Linked DNA regions of Zea mays: all the other regions are linked to region 1. A link is a contact called in public Hi-C data. All regions are on one chromosome and are shown on one strand. Each heading gives the region's core, a stretch centred on a gene start, on an enhancer-like site or on the middle of the called end of the contact. The rest is flanking DNA. Distances are from core to core; before and after follow the strand shown.

Region 1 (4,490 bases), core at 1,052-3,551:
AACCTACTAGGTTCTCTCTATCCTAGTTCTAGTTCTAATATTTTTAAAGAATCCAATAAATTAGCTAAAGGATTTTTATAAAGTGTTTTTGATTCAACAGAGAAATATTTCTGGAGACAACATAAACCTATTTTTTTAGAAAATCTAGATCACTACTAAACACACCTTAAATCTCCTAAATGGCAGTTTTCTTTTTTACTGAGGAGCCTTGCCTTTTAGAAAATGCTTTTAGAATAACCATGGAGGCAAGAAGGTCATGAGCCTACGAGAGCTTCAAACACGTATATACCATAGGCACAATTTTGCAAATATGACAAGCAACCATACCAATATTTAGTTAGTTAGATAGCTTAAGGGTTGTTCTAAACCTCTAGATATAATTATTAATCAGTTAATAAGTTATTAACTAAGTTAGAGCAGTTAACAACTAATAGCTATGTAAGAGACATAACTAATAATTAGCTGGTTTTATTAGTTGACCCGTTTTTTCAGCTAATTTTAGTTACTAACTATTAGTTTTAGAGGTTTAGAATAGGGTCTAAGGTTTAAGACCCCGTGCCAACTACACTTGTCAGAATTGCTATCATCTTTTGTCCTCGCTATGTCCTCTGATGTATGGGAAGCTCAACTACACTGGTATAGTAAGATTAATTTGATCATGCAATTTTGTATATAAATAAGGTAAGCTTAGATGTACATTCATATTTTCTCAGATTTTTTTGAAATTTTTTTAATAGGTTTACATAGGGTTTACACCAAAACGTGGTTATAGACAAAACTGTTATACTTATACCTTGTCTTTCAGCAGTAAATATTCTCAGTGCCTATAGAACAATTAAGTTAAGAGACAAGCACTCTTCGATCGCGTATAAAAGGACTCAAGAAATGAAGAAAAGAGAATCACGAGCAATCAACAACAGTATTTAAGCTCTATAGTCATTTGTGGTTGCTTGTGTTACTTCATCTTCATCTGCGCAATCCAAGAGTAGGATTTGTATCTGCTCTAAGGTTTTTTTTTGGAAGTGTTTGGAGCTTCCCAAATGGGGAAATCCATATGTAGTTATGTTTGTTTTAATGAAGTGAGTTTCTTATGGTAATCCTGGTCCGGTTCTGAAGTTTGAGTTCTTATGCTAGACACTATATAGAAAGAAAGAAAAAACATCTTTGGAAGTTCTCGTTTATTCCCGTTTATGAAAAGTATGCAAATAATCGTAGACCATTGGAAAGTGTTCCCTTCAGGTGAATTGCCTGGGGAGAATTGTCCCAAGTAAACGCGACTTGGGTAGCCTGAGCGCCTTAGGATTACAAAACCATTGTTTAGAAAAACTAGCTATCTTGTTGGTCTCATTAGCCTGTGATATCCTAAAACCTAAAAAAATTAATATTAAAATAATTTCAAAATTTAAATTAAAAAATTAAAATCTTCCATAAATCTAACAAACATATATTTACATGACAACTTTTCTCGCTTTCTTTTCGTGATACTTTACAGGAGCGGTCCCTTTCCCTTGCTTGTTTGTATTGTAAAAGTTAAACGTGGAATTCACTGGCACGCATTGGCGTTCTGGGTCAGTGGGGTGATAGTACAGCGTGTACACGTGGTTCTGGGGAAGAGCACAGCGCACGCACATGGCCCGACGCAACACACGCACAGAAGCTTCAGCGTCACAAACCGACCAAGTAAACAACAGATTAACCGCCTCCGCTCGATTTTACACACGCACTTTTGCACAGACGCCCCTCGCAGACCTCGCATTACAGAAACCAACCCAACAGACAGCCAGAGATCGCAACCGCCAGCTCTCCTATCCTACTCGTCGTCGCCGCCGTCGCCGCCGAAGAGCGAGGATCGGTAGTAGAGCAGCGCGAGGATGAGGAGGAGCAAGAACGCGACGCCGACCGGGGACCCTCCCACGCGGTGGACGGCGTCGGGGGACCCGCCGAAGGCGAAGGCGTCGGCGAGCGCCGCGGCGCCGCGGTCGGACGAGAGGAGGCGGATGAGGAACAGCAGGCACACGGGGAGGAGGAGGAGCCCCACCGGGCTCAGCAGCTCCGCCACGGCTTCCGTCAGCGCCTCGCCGCCGCCGCCCAGGAACAGCGGGCCCGCCACCACGAGGCCCACCACCACCGCCAGCAGCAGGCCGTGGGGCGCGCCGCGCTGGCCCGGCCCGCCGTAGTAGTACTCGTCCCCAGCGCCAGCCATTGCCGCCGCCTGCTCTCTCTGACTCTCTCGGTCGCGGCAGTGGTGGTGACTGGTGAGTGATGAATGAATGGGATGGGAAGTGAAGAAGATATTAGTTTTAGAGAGAGCGGTGGGGTAGCGTGGACGACCGATATGAGTAAACACTCACTCGATTCCAAATTACAAGTACTTTTAAAAAATTTAAAGTGTCAAAGCATCTTTAATTTAATTATGAGAGTAAAAGTCACGTAGTAGCGCTGAATGGTGGTGGTAAACCACACACAAGGACGGGGGAAGGAAACGGGAAACACCGAAACAGCTTGGTGGTGTGGCCGTGCAGGTAGCCCCACCCCCACAGTGAGACAACGTGGGAGGCGGGGGCCGTGCAGGTAGCCTCACCCCCTCACACTTGAGATCTCATCATAAGTTTGGGATACCATGCAATCACATGCATTCCAAATTTGAAAATAAAGCAAATTTGCAGGTAGCCCCACCCCACCCCTCTCACGTTCTAGAAAGTTTTATATTTTTTTCGTCAAATATGATATTATTCTTGAATGATTCTGAAATCTGCATAAAAAAACTACGTACATAGTTCTGAAATCTATGTACACAATAAATACAAATTTCTGATTCATCAATTCCAAATATGATCTAAAATGCTTGATTGGACACTCTAGAGAAATATTCCAAACTACAGAAATAAAAAGTCTAACACACAACAAGATTCTTTTCCACGTAATAGCTTAGAGTTTATTAATAAAACACAAAAGAGAATAAAAACAGAAGGCACAAAACTTTTTTTGCATAGAAAGTTTTTGGGGAGTCACTCTCGGCTTGCTAAATATGAGGATAAGAAAGGATAAAAAGCAACTGCTTAACAGCATCGTTTAGTATATCAAACAGAGATGATCTTAGCTGTTAGATCACCCGACAATTAGCATAACTTTTCAGATTTTGGATCCTTCTAAATTTCAGGGTTCCAGCATGTGAGCTTGCCTGGTAGGGGTGGTAATGGACTTTAGATTTTACACTACAAACTTTAAGAATCAAATCGAATTAGAGTCGAACTCTATTTTTATTCATTTTTGAACTAATATTATTTAAGGGCCTTAACTTTTTGTAAAGGGACATTGGATCTGATTCATTATCACCCCTATTGCCTCGTCGCTCATCAACAACAGCAACATAGCCTTTTAGTTCCAAGCAAGTTGGGGTAGGCTAGAGTTGAAACCCAACAAGATGTCACAAAAAGAGAAAGTGAGAGAAAGAGGAGGGAAAAAGATTTTGAGAACACTAAAAGGAAAAATACCTCATCACGGTTCAGTCACGTGGATAGCTTCTTTCCAAACACTTCTATCCAAACACAACTCTATTGAGGTATTCTATTCCTTCAAGTCCCTTTTGATTGCCTCCTCTCATGTCAAGTTTGATTGATCTCTACCTCTCTTTACATTATCGTCCCGTATTATGATGTCTCTATACAAGTATTATGATGTCTCTATACACCGGTGCCTCTGGGGTCTCCAGTGGGCATACCCAAACCATCTCAACCGGTATTAAATAGCTACTCCTAACCAATCATGCATATCATCGTTTCTTACTCATCCAATCTTGTGTGCTCACATCTTGTGTGCTCACATATCCAACACAACATATGTATCTCTGCGACACTTAGTTGTTGGATATGCCATCTTTTAGTAGGCTAACACTCAACCACATCTAACATAGCAAGCCTAATCGCTGTAAAAAATAATTTTGTTCTAAAAAATGAAGGTCCTTGTAGGGCACCTCAAATGACACTTCAGGAGCTTATCTTAGTGGAGCAGGGCCGGTTTTGGTGAATGCAGCAACCTAAACAGTCCCTAAAGCACCCCTCTGCCTACTTTAGAGAACACAGAATACAGGGTCCACCAGAAAAAAAAATACAAATATCACCCATAAACAAACCCTCAAAACATGAAGATCATCATGCCAACCCACTATCAGTACCAGCGTAACCAAACAAAGCCTTTGTAGTTGTGTAGGACATCATGGCCATGTTTGTTTCGGCTTCTGGCAGCTTCTGGCCACCAAAAGTTGCTGCGCACTGCAAAACGCTCAGCTTTTCAGCCAAATTCTATAAAATTCGTTGGGACAAAAACCATTCAAAATCAACATAAACACATAATCGGTTGAGTCGTTGTAATAGTAGGAATCCGTCACTTTGTAGATCCTGAGCCCTATGAACAACTTTATCTTCCTCTACACGTAATCGTAATGATACTCAGATTCTCCCCACAGCCAGATTCTCCCCACAGCCAAATTT
Region 2 (4,500 bases), core at 237-2,736, 440 kb after region 1:
ACTGAATCCTTATAGCGTATGCTTCACAGTTCACACTGCCGACAGCCTTAGCCGGTATGGAGCTTGGCCTCGAGTGTAGGCCCCCAGGAATGTCAGGCTAACACCAAGCCAAGCTGGGTTCGTCTTCTACATAGTCTCGTTTGCCAATATGCGATGGTATGGATTTTTTCACTGACAACGATATTTCTTGTTTGTTTTTAAGGGGATTTCTATGACGTATATTGTCCTCTATCTATATCTATACTATAATAATCTATTAACAATTTAATATGGGCCGGGCACCTGGTGCTACTTCACCATCCGTGCTACCACACCGCGCAAAAAATAGTTCAAAGTGAGCACTCAAACCCACAGCCCATTCCTCCAACCATTTGAGGGTAACCACTAGGCCACACTTACACTTACCTTAGTGTTTATAAATAAACAATAATTATATTTGAATACATATCTCATACCTATTTATCTATATTGCTATATTAAGAACTTAATGTGGGCACCTGATGCTACCACAACTTTGTGGACCCCAGCGCCCACGCAGCCAACTACTGCGTTGCTCAGCATCCAACCCTACCCACGCAGCTACCAGCCTACCACACCGCGCAAAAAAGTGCGAGCGAGCACTCGAATCCACACCCTAGCTCCGGAAATTTGGAGCTAACCACCACACGTATCTTGGTGTTTATAAATAAACAATAATTATATTTAATAAATATCTTAATACCTATTTATATGATATATAAAAATCGTAGCAAAATATGAGCAACTAGCTAATATTATATATGAGTTTTCTCGTGTAAAGGTTTTCTCATGAATTTATAATAAGGGGATAATCATTATATGTTTTATCACTTTATTCTTATTTTTATTAGATTTAAAGAAAATTTTAACCGTATATCTACCACGGGGCGTTTGGATCCTTTCATTTTAAAGGAATTGGAATTCACTCAATAAAGTAACTTATTTAGTTTGGAATTTGGCATTCCACCACTTTCCAAAGTTAAAATATAAGCTTATCTCAAATTCATAGGGTGGAGGATAAGAAATGATTTTAAACATGAGTAGAATTTGTTTCTACTCTGTAACTTACATGACACTCTTCGTTCCACTCGTCTATAGTAAAAATGTAGCACATAAATATTTAGGACATCTTGCTAATAATAGTATACAAATATATTTTGTATAAAAGTGAATTAGCTTAATTGATATATATCTAAATTATTATTATTATAATGGAATTTAATTCCAGTGATCCAAACGGGACGTCAAAGAAAAATGTGTCAAGGAGAGAAAAATATGTTGAAAAGAGTGCAGGCCCAAACCCTAGAGTAGACACAGCCACACAGGACACAAATGTTTCTAGCGTCCAAGTTCCTAACCCAGACTGGGTCAGATGCCTACCCCAAGTCCACAGTATACATGGGCCGGCCCAAATCTAGGCGAAACGACCAAGCTTGTCAAGGAAGCTCTTCTTCCTCTCGGGACTCGGTGAGCGAAGAGGGAAAACTCCACTCACTTCCCGCCCGAACATCCGAACTGCCCGCCGCCGACTTCCGCTCCGGCGATGTCGGCGACCATGGCCTCTGCCAGTCAGCCCTCCTCGCAGCAACCTCCACCTCCACCGCTCACTGCCGAAATCGTTCTCCGCCTCGCCTCGCGCGACCCCTCCACCGCGGTGCCCCTCCTCCCGGAGCTCCCGCCCGACGATCTCGCCGATATCGTTGCCTCGCTCACCGCCACCTCCCCCGCGGGCCACCTCTCCCTTCTCCCCGCGATCCTCGCTCTCTTACCCTCCCCATCCTCTGCCTCCTCCGCGTTCGCCGCTCTCCTCTCCGCGCCCAGCTGGCCCTCCTCCACGCTCCTCGCCGTCGCCACACTACTCCGCGACCTCCCGCCGGCCTACCGCACCCGCATCCCCGCCTTCCTCGGGAAGATCATCTCTCTCCTTCCAAGTGCGGATGCCCAGGACCTCCCTGCTCTCTCCTACCAGCTCCTCCTGCTCGCGTCCAAGCCGCTCTACCCGCGCGTCGTCCTCGCGGGACTCCTGCGCTTCTTCGGCGGCCGCCGCGGCGCCCGCGTTCGCGCGCCGCCGTCTATCGCGCGGCAGGTCGAGAGCACCGCGCTGATGAACGTCTCGTTCGCGGTCAAGCAGGACCCCGCGCTGGCGAGGGAGGTCCTGGCCGCCATCAAGGCTGACGCCGCGGGCGCTCTCAGTGGATTTGCGGTGGCAGTGATGCTGTTCGTGGCCAGGGTGCCGAGGTTCAACGAGGGTGCCGTGAGTGTGCTCCGGGATGCGGTCGTGGTGTCCCGCCGGGATTACCGAATGTCAAGGTGACGGATTGCTCGTTACTCTACCTATTGTGATTGCTAGTGTTTGCTTTAGAAATTTGTTCTGATCAGATGGCGGATGTCTCTCAGGCGGTGCAAGTGGTTGCCGGATTGTATGGAAGGGGAATATGCACGGGCCACTCAATGTGTCGAGAAGGGAATACTAAAATCTGTGAGGGATTCATATCTTATACTCATAATACCTGCCAAGTCAGTTGTGAACTGATCATAAACGCTGCTTAGATTCATAGTTCTTTTCGGGTGTATACGGCTTCTTATATGCAGGTCGACGAGAGCATTGTTGGCAGGGAGCATGTTGTGCCAAGCATTGTTCAGGTGGCTTTTCGCCTGTTAGAAGTCTCAGAAGGTGATCAAGGTGAGGAAGCTGGCTTAGGTGAAGGAGTAATGAGCACCGAAGAAATAGGCATTAATATGCTCAAATCATTGTTTGAGGTCCATGAAATGGCACGGACTGAGGTATGTATTGAAACAGCATGACCTTTGCCTTAACAAGTCGGAGCATATTTACAAATTGGTTTATTTGATGTGACATGGTATGTTTCATTTTTTGTCCTTTTGGGTTTAGATAATTGAACAGTGCAAGTTCCGGATTCTCTCGGCAAAGCCTCAGCAAAGTGTGCCAGTTCTCAGGTTATACTCATACTTGTACGCCATAGCAACCCTAGTTAAAATTTAGAAAGCACAAGTTATAGTCTACAGTTCAGTATGTTTACCTTTTCTTTTTGAGGAAACGTCTGACCATCTATTCATTGCAGGTTGATTGGATGCTTGATTTTGAGTCATCCATTTCCAATGCTGGAATTCATTGCACATTTAAAGGAGTTGTTGGATTATTTTTCTTTTATGAATGACAAGATATCAACTGCTTTGATCAGTTGCATCTTGCCACTCACAAAGTTCAGCCGTGATCTGAAGGTCTTCAGCCTTAACAATATTTTGTGCTTATGTGGCTGTAAAAAACTCGTTTGATTGTTTTAGAGTGTATTTTACAGGATTACGTAATACTGGTTGTAAGAAAGGCGATGTTCAAGAGGGAGGACATGGTTCGAATTGCTGCTACAAATGCTATAATTGAGCTGATTATTGCAGAAAACAAGAAAAATGAAGCCAATCCTTTTGAAGATTCAACAAGTCAGCCAAGCTCTAGCCAACAGCCTGAAACACATCTAGAGTTTGGTAGGTGTCTCTTTCAGGAACTAAGTGGGTTGCTTCGGAGATGTCTCTCACATCAGGTTTCACTGGTTTCATTATGATGTACTACCATACAACTGCTTCATCTCTAGTAAGACATACGGTTTCCAGCATAGTTAGTTTGCTCTTGCAGGCCAGTGTCAAAGAGGTCTTGTACGAGGGTCTTATACGTACTGCTATCTCTGATCCAGCTGTTTCTGACAATATCCTTGATTTTCTCTGGCCTCACTTCCAAAACTATTACTCAGAGGTAACACTACCTGACAGACTTTTTTTTTCTGTTTATGTTTTTGTGTTATGGGCCTTAAGCCCATTAGCTAGGTCATTAGGGTTAGGTTAGCCACAGTCACTGTTATGTTCACACGCGGGTACTGTAGCGCGAGATCAGTGCCGGCCAGATACGATTTGTTATGTTTCTTAGCTATTAAGTTAGGGTTACCTCTCTATATAAGGAGGGCGGGTTGTTAGTAGGGATAAGCAAGAAGAATAGACCTGGTTTACTCTTAGGGCCTCCTACGGGAGGGCCGAGTACCAGGACTATCTTGCGAGTGCATCATAGTTCACAACATTTTGGTCGATGTAGAGCCTTATTTCTGAAAATGTTGTATTCTCTTGACTGCATCCTTGCAAAATGAAGTTGGCCTCATGGGTTTTTGTTTCTGATTTTTTTAGGATGCAGAATGTCCTCTTAAAATTGGTTCATGCTTCAAAGTAGAGCATGCCAAACTATGCATTGTGGAACCTTTAGATTGTCTGCTGTCATGTATCTCAAGAATTCTGCAAATTAAGCAACATAGTAAATGTGAACGACCACGTGATGCATATTGGAAGTGCTTTGGTTTTGCTGCTTCACAAGATAATGAGGTTGGTCTATCTCCCTCTGACTTCTGTTGATAAACAGCTAAATGTTTTGATGTTATGCCTCTCGTTCTAGTCTTGTTCTGTGTTTTTATATCCCAAACT
Region 3 (4,269 bases), core at 1,733-4,232, 460 kb before region 1:
TATCCAGTCTGGCTCGAAGAGCAGCACTAAAAGGAAATCACTGAAGGTAGTCATTTTCTTTTGTTATATTAGGACTCGAACCCGTTAATCCAGCTCAGTCTCTATGTTGATCTTCAGAGTTTTGGAAATTGTTTTACTGTATAGAGCTTACTGTTCTCTCTAACAATGTCAGGATATTGCTACGGAAAATGAGTTTGAAAAGAGGCTTCTTGCAGATGTTATCCCTCCACATGAAATCGGTGTTACCTTTGAGGACATTGGAGCTTTAGAAAGTGTCAAAGATACTCTGAAGGAGTTAGTGATGCTTCCTTTGCAAAGACCTGAACTTTTTAACCGAGGACAACTTATGAAGGTATATTTCAAAATTTTAGCTTCACTATGGTGAGAAGGTTCTATGGATGCGTTTTTCCATAATGCTTTCATATACTTCAGTACTTATCCATCTTGTTGGATTGAATTAGATAATCCAATTCTTGCTAAATGAGGTGAAATTGACCATGGCACACATCATTTTAGTTACTTGTGGAGGACATCCATTTTATTATGCATCATATGAGATTAATAAAGTCTGCCTTGTATAAGTTTGCTTGAAAAAAAAGAATATAAGTGCATTTTTAGCATGTTACTTACCACTGATTATTTCCTGTTCATGGATATGGTAGAATATTCTTAGGATAGCAATATTCTTATTTTTTGATGCTAAGCTAGCAATGGAACACACCTTTTAGCTGACAGAAAGCTAACTTATGTTGTTTATATTCTATTCTATACCAGCCGTGTAAAGGAATTTTACTTTTTGGCCCACCTGGTACTGGAAAGACAATGCTTGCTAAGGCTGTGGCAACTGAGGCTGGTGCTAATTTCATAAACATATCGATGTCAAGCATCTCTTCAAAGGTACTTATCAATTGGACAAGCCTCTGTTTTTTGGCAGTTGAGTATCTGCATTATAGCATCTAAATAACCTATTTTCCAGTGGCTTGGTGAAGGAGAAAAATTCGTGAAAGCTGTTTTTTCACTGGCAAGTAAAATTGCTCCAAGTGTAATTTTTGTGGACGAGGTAAGTTATAGTAGTGTTGTGATCCATGAACAATTTCTATTTATTTGATCTGTACCAGGACACCACAATATCTGTAGTTTGTCAATCCCGTATTAATGCATACTTTTCTGCTCATTTATCCTGCTCTTGTTTTTATTTTTTAGGTTGATGGCATGCTGGGAAGGCGGGAGAACCCTGGAGAACATGAAGCCATGCGTAAGATGAAAAATGAGTTTATGGTGAACTGGGATGGTCTGAGAACAAAGGAGAAAGAACGTGTATTAGTACTTGCTGCAACTAACAGGCCATTTGATCTTGATGAGGCTGTTATTAGGCGGCTTCCAAGGAGGTGATTTATTGTTTGTTTATAGCCTAATACGACATCTGTCAATAGTTTATTGACCTCAGTCTTGTGTGTGTTCTCTAGGTTGATGGTGAATTTGCCAGATGCATCAAATAGGAGAAAGATTCTTAGTGTAATACTAGCCAAGGAAGATTTGGCAGACGATGTTGATCTAGAAGCTATAGCTAACTTGACAGAAGGGTACTCGGGTAGTGATCTCAAGGTATGATATTACTAGCACTAAGAATTTGTTACGGTACTTAGTTTTACAATCAAATATTGGTTGTCGTTAACCTCTTGACTGATTATTTTCAGAATCTTTGTGTTACTGCTGCTCATCGTCCTATTAGGGAGATTCTTGAAAAGGAGAAGAAGGTTTGTTTCAACCTCGAGTTCTTCCTGTGTGCTGTACTCCTTGGGGTTCTAAGAATATCAGTTGGTGCTAGCAAAACCAATGGAACAGAATTATTTTGATACTGGTTCTATTTGATATACATGGATGGATTCTTTGTTTAATATTTAATGCAATTGATTTTCAAGTGCATTGTCCACCTGCAGGAGAGAGCTTCAGCAGAAACAGAAAATAGGCCATTGCCTCTGTCGCACACTAGCAATGATGTCCGTGCATTAAGAATAAGTGATTTCATACATGCGCATGAACAGGTATGATCTTATATAAGTATTAACTTCGGATTCATTTATTTTGACACTAGTTTGTCCTTCTGCCAGTTGAAATTCTTTATTATGATATTAACGATTACATGTTAATCATGCCTAATCTAAAATGATAATATGTACTTGTGGACAAAAGTATTTAGTGGTTGTTTGTTTGGGATTATAGTCTGCCCAGATCAGATTATAATCCCAATCAAACAAACCCTTAGTTTACTGAAGCTAGTGTATGATAACATGGTCGTCCTTTTATATAAAAAAGTTACATGTTAATTGTACCTAATCTAGAATGATAATATGTATTATGAGCAAAAGTATCTGGTTTACTGAAGTTATGTAAAGGGATCTACATGATTGTTCCTTGTTTTTTAAAAAAGGAAAATTACTACTACGTTTTTTCTTAAAAAGGAACGCTAACCTAACTTACCACATTAAAGTTTTGTGGCATTTTCCCCCTCAAACACAGGACATTTCAACCTCCTTATCTCTGCTATCAATGAATTTCCAATGGTTCAATGTCTACATTTGAGGCGAATTGGGATATGAAATTTTGTGCAGTGTTTGTTTTGAGTTGGTAAATTGCTCACACACAGTGTGGTGACTTTCTTGTAGGTGTGTGCAAGTGTTTCCTCAGATTCCAGTAACATGAACGAGCTTGTGCAATGGAATGATCTCTATGGAGAAGGCGGGTCAAGGAAAAAGACAACGCTAAGCTACTTCATGTAGCTGATGTTGCAAGTATATCGGGAGAAGTGCCCTGGCACAAAGCAGAAATGGTTGGAGGCAGTTGGGGGTGTGTATCGGGTGCAGTTGGAAAAGAGCTAGGTTCACCTGCCATCCATCCATTGAGAGAATTGATGGCTCAGGTGGAGCGGAATGGAGTAGTATACACATTGGTTGCTGCCTCCACTCTGGGCCATGTATCATGCATCTGGACATGACGGATGGTCTGGCTTGCAGTTGTCCTAACAACAGTTTTGAGTGCAACATATCACTGTCTGGGAAAGAAAAGAAAAGAAAATATACCATTTGTGTTGTTCCCACTCCACAGGAAGCACGGCGACGACATCGCCCAACAACCCTTTTCCATCGTTTCTTAAAAAATAATTCATTATTTAGGTTGTAAACATTTAGAGCCTGTGCAAGTGTACAGTATGAGCATCAGGAGTATTAACCTAGTGTTGATGTCTATACCTAATCTAATTTATTGATTAGAATCATTTAACATGAAATACATGATTATTTTGTATCTTCGTGCCTTCGTTAGGTTGATAATGGTCGAATTAAAACTAACCTTGTGGTTATGATCTCTGTTCACATCGTGTACAATAAATAGAGAGGGTCGGTACACTTAGATTCGATCCATCTCACTAAAGTGAAGGCTGTTGTCGTCTATCTTATTGTTCTTAAGCTGACCCCCATCGTTCTAATAGTTAATCTCATGGCTAGGGTTTGTAAGCAAGTTTCTATTAGAACAATAGTGGTATTGAAGCCAGGGTTTGTGTTCGAACTTCTGACCGAAAAGTAACTAATTGTATAAATGTGTTCATTTTGATGTCTGCATAATAAATTTTTATATCTGATAATGTGTATAACTGACAATGTTTAACATTAATAACAAAGAACATATGTCTTAATTATAATTTAAATGAAGACGGGGATCTCCGTTGGGGATTTATCCCCGCGGGGAACGGAGATGAGGAAGAAATGTTCCCCGCAAGCGTTCGTGAGGATTCCCGTGGGAATTTTTATTTATCGTGGGGACGGAGATGGGGAGCTATTCCTCGACGGGGAATTTCTCGTTGCCATCCCTAATTTCATGCAACTAATAAAACTGTCTTTATAATGGTATATGATCTCAAACGTATAAAGTGTGTATGATGGTCATCAGAAGTTGTATCATAGATTCTATTAGGGAAGCAATACCGTCTACTAGAGGAGCAATATCGGAATGTCAAAGTGCCACTGAATAACTTCACAAGATTCAACAATAATTCACTAGTTCTGCAAAGGCATATGCTGGAACCATAATTAAAAATTGTTACTAAAAAGTATGATTGCTCTAGCATATGGGAGCACATATTTAAGCTGACCAACTTTACTAATAAGCTTAAGGGTCTCTTTGGGGCAACTTTTTTCTAAAGAGTTTTTTTTGAGAATCTAGATTCCTAGATAATCTAGTTGTCACGAGAATATGGATATCGTGTGGCCTACG

The links. Hi-C and Micro-C count contacts between places; a contact is called where the count stands out from the background.
Region 2: a contact with region 1 is called in a Hi-C map of tassel, with 5 times the contacts expected there. The contact joins the promoter of LOC103634632 here to the promoter of LOC100277625 in region 1. A contact is called at or near these places in 3 of 25 Hi-C or Micro-C datasets (ear, endosperm and tassel).
Region 3: a Hi-C map of ear shows a contact between it and region 1, with 2.0 times the contacts expected there. The contact joins the enhancer-like site here to the promoter of LOC100277625 in region 1. A contact is called at or near these places in 2 of 25 Hi-C or Micro-C datasets (ear and leaf).

Annotation. Positions count from the first base shown.
Region 1 is chr1:57,678,068-57,682,557 of Zm-B73-REFERENCE-NAM-5.0, reverse strand. LOC100277625 reads right to left here and starts at 2,301. Exons shown (of 1, transcript NM_001151137.3): 1 at 1,682-2,301. The coding sequence starts at 2,203. The coding sequence ends at 1,811.
Region 2 is chr1:57,235,287-57,239,786 of Zm-B73-REFERENCE-NAM-5.0, reverse strand. It overlaps LOC103634632 (Fanconi anemia group I protein homolog), which reads left to right and starts at 1,486. Exons shown (of 13, transcript XM_008657224.3): 1 at 1,486-2,328; 2 at 2,416-2,497; 3 at 2,611-2,802; 4 at 2,912-2,976; 5 at 3,102-3,261; 6 at 3,339-3,578; 7 at 3,671-3,787; 8 at 4,210-4,401. The coding sequence starts at 1,562.
Region 3 is chr1:58,141,469-58,145,737 of Zm-B73-REFERENCE-NAM-5.0, reverse strand. LOC103634735 (AAA-type ATPase family protein) reads left to right here. Exons shown (of 28, transcript XM_008657320.3): 20 at 1-46; 21 at 173-352; 22 at 775-897; 23 at 977-1,060; 24 at 1,204-1,388; 25 at 1,467-1,605; 26 at 1,698-1,757; 27 at 1,941-2,045; 28 at 2,667-3,305. The coding sequence ends at 2,780. Among protein-coding and RNA genes, the nearest start is that of LOC103634735, 10 kb to the left of the region's middle. Within about 2 kb of position 2,982, at least 6 of the 20 cell types and tissues checked have an H3K27ac peak or open chromatin away from gene starts, as enhancers often do. A contact at or near this core is called in ear and leaf, where this site is marked.